Regions from separate parts of the Zea mays genome. Here regions 1 and 2 are each linked to region 3. Evidence: chromatin contacts called from public Hi-C data. All regions are on one chromosome and are shown on one strand. Each heading gives the region's core, a stretch centred on a gene start, on an enhancer-like site or on the middle of the called end of the contact. The rest is flanking DNA. Distances are from core to core; before and after follow the strand shown.

Region 1 (4,159 bases), core at 1,299-3,798, 290 kb after region 3:
CCTATAGAGGCAGATCCTCATGTAGGGTCTAGGAGGACCCAAAGCATGGGTAAAGATCTAGCCTATGGAGAGCGGACCATCATGTTGTATGGGGGACCGGTTTTCGTGACCTTTCCTGGTCGGGGGTCCGATTGAGCTTCTTCTTAATATAATACCGTGAGGCGGTCTTTTCCCTACCAACTGAGTTTTAGGAGTATGGTGTATTATGTATAGGTGAATGGATTTAGAGTGAACTGATGCGGGAGTTTTAGGGAGATGAAATTTTTAGAGAGTGGTGAAAAAAGTGGGATTTAGAGGGAACCGCTCCGGGAGCTAGTATTTAGAGGGCGAAATCTATCGGTGTTTGGTACCAACGGCGCACTATGGGTCGTACCACGCAGTGCTTTTGAGAGGACGACGACGTCGATTGCAACTCGATGTTTCGTGCAGGACACGACGGAACACAAAAAAAATTATACATGTTCGGACCACCAAAGGCGTAATACCCTGAGTTCTGTGGGTTTTTGGAGGTTGTATTGCTCTGGATTCAAGGGTTTACAAGCGATTTCTAAAGTTAGGAGACGAAGGTGGTCTAGCAATCTAGGTGGTCTAGCAATCTAGCAGGGTCTAAGCTTTTTGTTGGGTTTCTCTCAGCCTTATATAGCTAACTTAGAAGATATCCCTTGTTGCTGTTGTTTCTTCAAATAGTGTTTTCTGTTTACCTGCTATGGTTACCTTTGCTGATGCAAATTACATAACCTCGACGGTTTTGTACAAGCACACGGAAGAAAAAGGCAGCTTGCAATGCGGCCTGTATGTGACCAAGAAATCTAGCGACGCGGACACACGCACATGATGCATATGAATTACCTAGCTGGGCCGGATCGAGCGAAGGGGAACATTCAACATTTCTACACAGTGACACAACACATCAACACAACCCACCGAGCACAAACGGGCCAGGGCCAGGCCCAGGCGAGTGACCAGTCGTTTCACGCTCACACGAAACGGACAATGCGCTTTATCAATCAGTGAAGTGCCCTCCACTCCACTCCACCTCAAGGATGCAGCGCCGAGTAGGTCCGGTACCTGTACTCCGCCGCCGCGTCGTCGGCCGGCTCGCTGGAGCTTTGGTATTTGCTGCGGCACGGAACGTAGTTGTTGACCGGGCATGACTTGGGCTGGCGGAGGAACTTGGCGCAGTCCTCGTGCGAGCGCTGGTTGGGCGCCCACTGGATGCAGTTGCGGTCGACGTTGAGCCTCCCTTCCTTGATCAGGTCCCAGCAGCAGGACCCGAGCGACGTGAAGTAGTTGTCGGAGAGCGTGAGGTTCTTGAGGTTGCTGAACGCGAGCCGGCAGAGCGCGTCGGGCACCTCGCCGTACAAGAGGTTGCCCGCCAGGTTGAGCTGCTCCACCTTGCGCAGGCACGCGAACGACGCCGGGATGGTGCCCGTGAGGCGGTTAGCGCCGGCGTCGATGACCGTGGCCTTCTCCAGGAGGCCGAGCTCGTGGGGGAGGCAGCCGCTGAGGCTGTTGTTGAGGAAGAGCACCTCGAGGAGCGTGCCGGCGTTGCGGGCGATGGACCTGGGTATCTCCCCCGTGAACCTGTTGTTGGCCAGAGAGAGGTAGTTCACCGGCGACTGCCCGATGTTGTCGGGGAGGGCGCCGGAGAAGCGGTTGTTGTTGACGAAGATGGCCTGCACCCGCGGGAGCTTGCAGAAGACGCCGGCGGGGAGCTCGCCGTAGAAGCTGTTGAAGCGGATGTCGACGAAGGTGGCGTTGGTGAGGCCCAGCACGTCCGCCGGGAACGCGGCGGGCGCGAGCTTGTTGTTGCTCAGGTCCAGCTCGTAGAAGTACTGCAGGCCGCCCAGCGCGGGCACGGCGCCGCCGAAGTCGTTGGAGTTGGCGTGGAACAGCGCCAGGTCCGGCAGGCTGTCGACGAAGCCCCGCAGGGACCCCGCCTGCAGCATGTAGCCGTTGAAGTCGACGGACGCGATGGCCCGGTCCGTCACGTTGGGCGGCCGCTCGCAGAAGAAGCCCTTGTAGCTGCACACGTCGGTGCCGCTCCAGCTCTGCGTGACGCCCATCGGGTCGCACGTCACCGTGCTCCGGAACTGCTGGATCACGAGGTACGCCCTGTACAGCCGCTCGTTCTCGAAGTCGCACGGCTGCGGCTGCGACGACGGCGGCGTCGGAGAAGGCGACGAAGGGCTGCCGCCGCCGATGCCGATGCCGATGCCGACGCCCCCGCCGCCGAGGCCGACATCGAGGTCCTGCCGGCTCGGCCGGCTGGCTCCGCCACGGCTGTCCACGAGCGCAGCGCAGGAAACCAGGAAACACAGGAGAGCAACGCTCCGCGCGGTGCGCGCTGGACCTGGACCCGCCATTTCTTGGATTCTGATCACGGGAAGCGTCTGCGGCAGAAGACGAGGGAAACCACGTGCCTAGCTCCCCCTGCGCTTTTTCACGCAAGCCGAGAGAACCAGCCGGTCCCGCACGGCGTCTCCTGCCAAATCTCCCCGCGAACCGTGTTGTGCGGGAGGGAGCGCGACCACGACGGCGCGATCGAGTGGGCGAGCGAGTGGCATGGCCGTCAGGACGTGCGGTATATAAACGCCCGCACAAGGGCAGGGGCCGCAGGGCGGGGACCTGTTGCACGCTTGCATTTTAATCACTTGGCTCTGGCCGGTTAGGAAGGCAGAAGGCTCGGTAGTTGGCGCAGCAAGAGTCAAGACCCCAAGAGCGAACTTTCCTTTCCTGCGATGGCAATTCGCATGTGGAGTACCGGTGCTGTGGTACGTTGCTCCAGTAACTGCGCTGCTCTGAACTGTCATTCTATGAAAGGAAGAATTGTACTGTAATTCAGTTCGGTATTCACTGTCATTCGGCGGGGGTTGTTTTTCAGTTTCAGATGAAGAGCTTGTCCTGTTGCCTGTTGGACTATACATGTGCAATTATGCAGTATCCGGATCCAATTGTAGAGGTTGACTAGTCTGGAGGCTCTGAGCTACTGGTTTTTTAAGAACAACTGGATGCATTTGATTCAGAAAACAGACTATTATTCCACAATTTTACCGTAGGAATGGAGCTTCCATTTGATAATTGATAGTACTGAGCTAAGCTATCAAATCCACCAAAGTGAACCTGGTGAGCGGTGACCAACATTGACTTGTTTTTACCGGTTCGCTGCCCTCAATCTCACTTGATTGTTAGTTTTTTTTAAAAAATATATATTTACATTTACACCTCTTATACACTTACTTTCGCCTTTCGATCCTAAGATTGGTGTTGTAGGGCTGTAGGCCCTTGTGGTCTGGTCATTCGTTGTGGCGTCTTAAAGCTGTCACACCCCTATTTTAAACTTTACTCTGTAAATTGTATAATCTACGATGTAAATCGTCTATTTTACATGATCTGCTATGGATAGTCTAACATATGATGCGAGTTTAGCCAACAATGCGTGATGGTGGATGTGGCACTAACATGAACAAAGCTCGGCACCAAAACACATGATGTCAAGCTCAATGCCAAGCTTTGAATCTTAACATCCGCGGTTAGACTCGAACCGAGGATCCGGATTGGACTCAGTACCCAAGGGCTTGGTCCGCATATCAGAATGAGATTCGCTTGCATGGTATAGATAAGTGAAGGTAACATATTGTGATCTTATCAAATTAGGAAATAAGAACGATATCTTTGAAAGTATGGCATATCATCCCAGATGATAAGGGTAATCCATACATAGGAATAGAGATAAATATCTTGGTTTGTGCGAGGGGCCGGTTAGACCGATCTCTATCTTTATCTGGCGAACAGCCAAATAAGCTTTCATAACTAACCATTCCTTCTTGCAAACGAACGTGGTAGCGCCCCTAGAGGGGTTGATCATCTGATCACATTGCATAGGCAATAAACACTATATCACACAAGACGTAGGGTGTAATCTCACATTGAAAGCTCGAATAGTGTATAAATCTTCGAGACTCGCATTTACCTTTAGTTCTCAATCTTGGGATCCACCCCATAAATTCACTACCGAATATTCCTTGACAATTGTGATACTTGTCCTTCATAAGGATTTTTTTTTCTAATTTACCGTTGATGTGATCTGTGGCCCTAGTGTTGAAGTACCTATTGGTGTTGACATTGTAGGAGGTCAGTGTAGCCAACACAAACTTGT
Region 2 (3,924 bases), core at 1,258-3,757, 400 kb after region 3:
ATGAAACCGAAATTACTAACAGTTAATTTGGTTTCAGATAATTCGTTAACTCGTTTTTTTTGTTTCGGTTAATTCAGTTTCAATTTATTTTGCCCATACCTACTCTTTTCTTTAATGTTTCTACTACATTAGCAAACCTGTCTGTATTACGACATGATATATAATCTATTGTGTGGTTCTTATGCCAATAATAATGAGATGGTTGTTTGTATCGGATTTAGTTAGGCTTGGCCATAATTTAAATCAAATAAATTGTGAAGTCCATAATACATCTTAGTCCAATAAAATATTAATCAGGCATGAAATGAGTTTCAGAAGGTGGAAGCAGGGTTAACCAAACTGTTTTTAGACTATAAATCGGTCTTCAAGATAACACTAAACCGCTTGAAAAGCACCGGTTTTAGAAGAAACCGACCGGTTTACATTACAGGTTCAAATTCAAGAAACAAATTTTTTATTTTCAATGAGAAACCGCGTTTCTCGACCGAGAAAATGGTTTTTGTCGGTTTTCAATTTTGTCAACGGTATTATCAAATTCAAACAAAACAGTTTACAGGATTTCTCGACGAGAAACCACTATTTTTCCCGGTTTTGTTGTTTTAAACCAAAAAATGTTGATTACTTTTAAAAAAACGAAAAGTAAATACGAGGTATACAAGGAAAGCATGTAAATGTTTATAATATATATTTTATTTCTTATACTTTTCATTTTTTGAATTTTGTATGAGTTTTTAAAAAGTTGTAAACCCGTTACCGGCCGGATCCGGAAACAGGAAACCAGACCGATTTTCATAGTTTCCAAGCGGGTTTAATCCCTGGGTGGATGACGAGCCATACGTCCCCTATATGACGTGTAGGGATGAAAACGCTTTCAGAATTTTTCGTAATTCCGGAAACCGTTTTCGATTTTTTCTGATCAGAATCGTCGGTATCGGTATTTCTCAGAATCGATCATCGGAATTTTAGATCGGAATCTGTACAATCATTTACCGACCGCTACTTTGATTACTGTTTTGGGTCGGAATTTACCAAATTCATAATTTGGAATTTACCAAAAATATTAACTAGCCCAGCCCAAATTCCAAATTCACGACTCATGGGCTCATGGGCTCATGGCCCAGTAGGCAGCAGCCCACCATGGGCTGTTTCACCCATCGGCCACCATGGGCTCATGCGTGATCATGCTGCTGGGTTTGGACAAGACTGTGGTCTCGTCACCGTTGTACACCTGTAGCACTGTGTAGAGTAGGTATGCGCATTGAATGTGGGTGTCCCTCATTTGTTTTCGAAAACGCTTTGTCTTTGTCGCCTGAGAAGGGCTCGAGGCGAGGCAGATTTGGCGGTCATAGGACGAGGTAGCCTTGGGCGAGGCGGAGATAGAGGACCTATGGCGTGAGAACCTCAGATGAGGCAGAGACATGGTTCCTTGCTTTCGGAGGACATGGTGGGACAGAGAATCTTCCTAAGCATGCTTTAAGGGTATAATCCGGGTACCCCTAATTATCATATCTGACATAGGTGATACATAAAGTTTACCATACGGAACACAGAGTTGGGTGCAGTCCGGTCCGGTCAGCCCGACCCAAATCAGATTTGTCAAGATTCAGTATAAATGTATAATGCAAGACCACTGTAGAGTCCAATATGCTCGGCTTGTTCCCCAAGCAAAATCGTGCCAACTCGAATCCAACCGTCTTGAGGCCCCCCAACGCGAAAAAGTCTAGCACAGCACGACATACACAGGTGTACATCTGACTCATCCGACCCAAACCTAAAAAGCCCAACACGGTTGAATTTTGGGCCGGTCCGACCCACAGTTATTACGGGCCATGCCGGGTTGACCCATGGGCTTAGCCCTCGGTTTGTGGCCCAGCACGTTACTGGTTAAATGTGCCGGTCTTATTTCGGACGACCTGAAATTGTGAAAAGCGAAATTTAAATTCTGACCCGAAATTCGCATAGAGTCAAAATTCACAACAAAGCCTGAAATTCAAAACACATATAATTTATTAGATATTAACATTTCAAGCTTTATAATAAAAAATAAAGAACATGAAACCAATGGGTGGTTCACACCTCATCTCCATTATTAAATATGCGACTAGCTAAATTAGAGTTAATGATTTTTATGATTAGAAACCGATGACCAAATGAATATGATTATTTTCGTGTCTATAAATAGGCTATTTCGTGCATCGCTAAACGGTTCGTGCGTGTAAGCTGCAACCCGAGCTCAAGCCCGATCCAATACATTATTTCAGGCCAGCGATCGTGCTTTTTTTCCGTCATCGGGGCCAGCATACCATATCCGGCCCAAATGTACACGTCCGCCGTGGCGCCGTAGCCGGTGCAGCGGGCGGACCCCGGTCCTGGAGAACGGCAACATGCCATGCCACCACCACCAAAGGCACCAACGGACCAACCAGACCAGAGCCAGTGCTGGCGCCAGCTGGCGCACGAACGCCCAGCCCACTGTGACTGCCGCCGTGGCGCGAGCAAAACCCTAGGCGCGAGCGCGGGCGCGGGCGCCGCTCCGTTTCCTCTCTCTCCTCCTATTAACCACTCTCCACCCGCTCGCCTCGCCCTCTCGTTGAGAGAGTCGTCCCCTCCGCGTGCTCTCCGCCTGCGGCATCTGTATCCCACAACGAAAAACTACCAAAAAAATTAGAAATCCCCAAATCCGCGAGATCTATCAGTATCGAGCGATTTACCGATCCGATTGCTAGGGTTTAGTTTCGAAAAAGAAACTCTGAAAAAAAATTCTGGTCGAGGGGAGGAGACGATGGCAGCGCAAGTGGCGGCGGTGGTGGTGCCGAATGGGAGCCCGGGCGCTGTCCCCGCGGTGGTGTCGCCGGGAGCGGTCGGCGTCGGACTCGGCGTGGCGCAGCCGCTCCCGACCACGTCGCTCTACGTCGGCGACCTGGAGGGGTCCGTCTCGGACTCGCAGCTGTACGAGCTCTTCAGCCAGGCGGGGCAGGTGGTGTCGGTGCGCGTCTGCAGGGACGTCACCTCGCGCCGCTCGCTCGGATACGCCTACGTCAACTTCAACAACCCCTTGGATGGTATAGTTGCGATCTCCTCGTGGGGCTTCCTTTCTATCTTGTTGATTAAGGGTGGGGGATTCGTCGGCGTGTGGGCATTGTTGAACTGGGGCCTGGGGGTCTGATCAGATTGGACTAGACCTGGGTTTCATATGATACGATAATTCTAATGGCATTTGTAAACTGCATGTTGAAAGTGCTTCCTCAATTGGTACTTTGGTAATGTTGATTGTTGAATGGTTCATTCTAGCATAAGTCGATGTGTTGCTTGGTGCAACGTCCCTGGGATTTATTATAATTTTGGGTATCGGCAAGGATGATTCTCCCTAGATTCATTTGTTTTGAGATAACAAGGGGGGAGGTGGGGATATGGCTAGCAAATAGTTTTTTACATATTTTAGAGCCTTGTGATGGTATACTATTTAGACTCTGGGATTGAAGACAGACTTGCTTAAAGTTCACTTCCAGTTTTGTTTTCTGCATTTTAGGTAATTACGAACCTGGGTGTGTTGTATGCTGGGAAAAATTATGCCTTTCTAATCTGATGGACTTCATTGATCTATACAGCTGGCCTTCAGGGATTTTCTTAACTGATTGTTAGATTACATAGACATAATAATAATGTAATGTAACAGCCATAATCAAACACCTAGGGGCATGTTTGGTTATTGGTTGAGTTCTGGCCTCACTTTCGCCTTCTAGGAATCCTGCAGAAGCACACATTTGGTTCCAGGCAAGCTGTCCTCAGGTTCTGTGCTGATGGAACTTTTTTCTTGACATCGTGGGGTTGTGATTTTGGCTTGCCTGGGTTGGCAAGGCAAGGTTAGCTAGTAAGGTGCAGCTTAGTGGAAAATGGGCCTAAGGGAAGACGATGGGTTAACTT
Region 3 (4,012 bases), core at 538-3,037:
AACTTTAAACTGCGTCCCAGCAACAGCAAAAGCACTACGCGGACGAACCTACCGCTGTGTCATTTTGCGCCGGGTCGAGGGAACGGCTCCCACGTTTCAAGTGTCCAGAAGCCTGTGTGCCCGAGCCCCGAGGTCTGGGCGCGCGACCTTTTCCTCACCAAACCCCAAGAAACTTGCCCTATCTAACGGACTGGACGAGCCAAAGGCACAATCACCAGGTACCAGGTCGGTGCGCTTCGTGTTCGTGATTTCGTCCGGGCAAACGAACCTGCCTGCTCGATCGTGTGTTTCCCTTAATTGCACGGTAGGACAAGCGTCCGTGGCGTCAAAACGTGATTTCTTGGAGAAAAACGAGCGCACCGCAGTCCCCCAGTCCCGTCCCGGACACCCCGGTTCGGCTTTAAATAAGAGCGGCCCGAGCCCGTGACCCCCAACGGTCGCCTGGACGTGTATTTTTTTAAAAAGGAAAATCATAATTAAAACTAAATATTATAACTAATAAACTAATAGAAAGCTTTAGGACTAGCTCCATATATCGATGGGTAGTGGTGCTTGTTGAGGGTGATAAAACACTGGGAAAGAGGAGAGAAACAAACAATATAATTCCCCTTTGAGTAAAATATGTTGTCGGTCTTTACACTTGTTTAGGTTTGTTAAATTGGTCCCTAAACTCTCAGAGTAGCCAATTATATTTCTAAACATTGTTCAGGTATCATTTTAGTCCAATCAACTATAAACATGATCTAATTGGCTAATGTGGCCTTGTCACCGTGTCGTCCACGCGGCACGGCCTTGCCGCATGGCCACCTCCTCGTCCTCGACGAGCCTTGCTCCGAAGATGCCGTTGCACGTGGACAACACGATGGTAAGACCATGTCAGCTAACCAAGTCATGTTCACAACAATTTTGGCTAAAATGACATCATGAACCGATGTTTAGAGATCTAATTAGTTATTCTGAGAATTTAGAGATCAACTTGACACCCTTGAATAAGTTAAGAATAAGACCCAACTATTCTAAGAATTTAGAGATCAACTTGACACCCTTGAATAAGTTAAGAATAAGGTCTTGTTTGTTTCTCCCTAGTATTATATAATCTACCTTACAGATTATATAATCATTTATTGACCTGCATATAGATATTATAATCTAGATATTTATATTACATAATCCACTCAACAATCTATGTTGTTTGTTTATCTATTAAATTATTTAAACTAAATTATATAATTTAGAGGGTAAATAAATAGGACCAGTTTAGGGACCGCCGGTGTTGACGTTGTTTAGCTGCGATAGAGAAATTTTAGTATGATCGGTAGTTTTGAAAATAGTTTTAGGTTCAGTTTGGTTGGGCTGTGGCTGTGAAAAAAGTTGTTATAGGTTGTGAGCTGTGAAAAAAGCTGTTGTAGGCTGTAAGCTATTAAAAAGCTAAAAACCGGTTAGTGGAAACCACTAAAAGTCGTTAAAAATTCATCGATATATGTTTTCATAGTTCCATCTAAAAAGCCACTAAAAGCAGGTCCAGAGTTGCTTTTAGATTTAAACTACGAGAAAGTCGGCTTTTAAAAAAAGATGCTTCCTGAATCCAGCACTTTGGTTAGCTTTTGGTTTTTAGGGGGTTAGGTTTTGGTTTTTAGGGGGGCAAAAGCCAAAGTCAAAAGTGAAACCGGCCCTATTTCTCTATCGCAGCTAAGATAAAGAAATAGTTTTTAAAAAGACATAAAAATCCACGGCTGCAGCCTGCAATGCAACACAGCCTGCCCGCTGCGCCCGGCTTTAAAAGGCGCAAAAGCGAACGAGGCAGGCGCTCCTCCGCACCACCGTACACCGGACCCGGAGCAGCTCGCCGCCGTGAATTCCCGTTTCCCTTCACTTCCGTTGTTCCGCGTCCGAATTTTGCAGGGCATTGCCGCGGCGACCCTAACCCTCCCTGCTGGCTGCTGCTCCGCGCAGGAACCCAGCGCTGAACCGACGGGGAGAGGCGAGGCCGCGCTTTACCCCGGGAACTACGAAGCAACGACGGCGGGACTGAGCAGGCGGGGATATGACTGTGATCAAGGCAGCTGGAGCGGAGCCGTGCGGAGACGGCGGCGCGTACGGCGCGAGGCGGCGGCAGTCGCTGCGGGCGCGGTACGCGTACGGGTTCGTCTTCTTCGCCACCAACCTGCTGGCCTGGTTCGTCAGGGACTACGGGGCAAGGGCGCTCCGCGGCTTGCATCGTGAGTTCCTCTTCCCTTCAGAATTCAGCTCTCGCATTTGTGGCCTGAGGAAGGACGCATTCTGTGCTCACCGATTACGATTACGCCTGCAGATGTGCCGGTCTGCGGAGCAGGGGACTCCAAGTGCTTCCAGTCCGGAGGAGTGCTTCGAGTAAGCTTGGGCTGCTTCGTATCCTTCATCTAACAAGCACGGTGTGTGTTCGTTTCAGCTCATGTAACTGATGGGCCCGTTCACTGTATATACGAGGCATGCAGCTAGAAGCCTAGAATGTTTTCAATTACAACCGTGTTTCGGAGTCCTTAACCAAACTATGGGCCCGTTTGGAATGGGGTTTTCTGGATCCAGTTGCTAGTATGTTGTACAAATTTGAACTAAAATCCTAAAATCTGTTGGAACAACCTGTCTAAAACGCTAAAAGGGCATGGTCAAGGATTCAGGATAGTAGATGCACTAGTTCCAGAATCCAGAGCTACTAAACATTTGACATTGTGGACCGTGCTGTGTTTCCTTGGGTTCACTTCCTTACAGAATGTTAAGATATTTTTCTGGGTGATGTTTGCCACAACATTTGGAACTCGCAAGCTCCATGAAGCTCGTAATTCGTGGCATTCTGGATGTTGGATTCTGAAGTCTCTTGTGTATGCCATGTCGATCGGCATCCCATTTATCATCCCTAACATCTTCATCCAATTTTATGGTAAGTTCTGTGCAGTACTGTGGCTGTGTGGCAAACGTCGTTGCTGTAGATGTAAGATATCTTGGGCATAAGTGAATGTGCAGCAGTTATAGAGTGGGAATTTTGCTTTACTTCATAGCAACTAGTTTATATGAGAAATTAATGCTTAGAAATGCCAAGGCCAATCAATTCACAGTTCCTTGCTTTGGAAAGTTCAAAATATGATAAACAAAGATGAAAGTTTCAATTTGTTGTACTGGTCCTGGTATACTTTTCCACCAATGCATCCATACTTAAATTTTAGCACGCTCAAAGAAAACCATTTTGTTGTGTCTGCAGGTGAAGTTGCTCGACTGGGTGCCGGGTAAGTTAAATGAAAGTCCTTACATTGCTCAAATTTGGGATGTTTCAAGCCCTAATGAACAACATTTTACGTTTATTTTAGATGGTGGTCTTATTTTTATAGTAAACATGTTACTTCTGTTTCATTATCCCTCCAGGATATTTCTCCTCCTCCAGCTCATAAGCATGCTCCACTTCATATCATGGTGCAATAAACGATGGATGCCAGATCCTGGATCAAATCAATGGTAAGGATTGAGCTAGTTGTGTTGGAACTTGTGGCATCGCAGTTACTTCAGTCTTCAGGTCCTGAAGCTAGAACTGACCATGGCGTGTCACCCTTATGTGATTCTCAGTGGGTTGTTTGGGTTATTCTTGTCAACCATCTCCTACATTGCTTCGTTTGTTGGAATTGGCGTGCTGTATGTTCTGTATGTCCCCAACTCCTCTTGTGCGTTCAACATCTTCACTATTACATGGACGGCAATCTTGGTGACTATAATGATGGCAGTATCATTGCACTCCAAGGTACGAAGATGCAAGCAGCTCCGGTCTTAGATGTAGCTTACATTGTGTTGAAAACCAGTGTCAAGTTTTGGATGTGAATATCTAGTTGCAATCCTGATAGTAGCCTTGTTTCTATTAGCATATCTGAGCCCTTACGGTAACTAACAAGTAAAATTCTGTAAAACTTTTGGGTCTTTGCCCTGCCTGAAATGTACAAGGTTTGTGATTTTAGTTCATTTTTGTTTGCTGAGAAGGTTAACGAGGGTC

What was found. A called contact is a pair of places that touch in the nucleus more often than the background predicts.
Region 1: a contact with region 3 is called in a Hi-C map of ear, with 4 times the contacts expected there. The contact joins the promoter of LOC100273542 here to the promoter of LOC100273927 in region 3. A contact is called at or near these places in 6 of 25 Hi-C or Micro-C datasets (bundle sheath, ear, endosperm and 2 more).
Region 2: a Hi-C map of ear shows a contact between it and region 3, with 2.0 times the contacts expected there. The contact joins the promoter of LOC100285420 here to the promoter of LOC100273927 in region 3. A contact is called at or near these places in 2 of 25 Hi-C or Micro-C datasets (ear and tassel).

What each region holds. Positions count from the first base shown.
Region 1 is chr2:32,383,715-32,387,873 of Zm-B73-REFERENCE-NAM-5.0, forward strand. LOC100273542 (Protein binding protein) reads right to left here and starts at 2,549. Exons shown (of 1, transcript NM_001147960.2): 1 at 827-2,549. The coding sequence starts at 2,366. The coding sequence ends at 1,038.
Region 2 is chr2:32,494,247-32,498,170 of Zm-B73-REFERENCE-NAM-5.0, forward strand. LOC100285420 reads left to right here and starts at 2,508. Exons shown (of 9, transcript NM_001158313.3): 1 at 2,508-3,062. The coding sequence starts at 2,783.
Region 3 is chr2:32,098,449-32,102,460 of Zm-B73-REFERENCE-NAM-5.0, forward strand. LOC100273927 (Serinc-domain containing serine and sphingolipid biosynthesis protein) reads left to right here and starts at 1,788. Exons shown (of 13, transcript NM_001360496.1): 1 at 1,788-1,851; 2 at 1,954-2,219; 3 at 2,312-2,388; 4 at 2,758-2,917; 5 at 3,236-3,260; 6 at 3,397-3,486; 7 at 3,595-3,766; 8 at 4,000-4,012. The coding sequence starts at 2,045.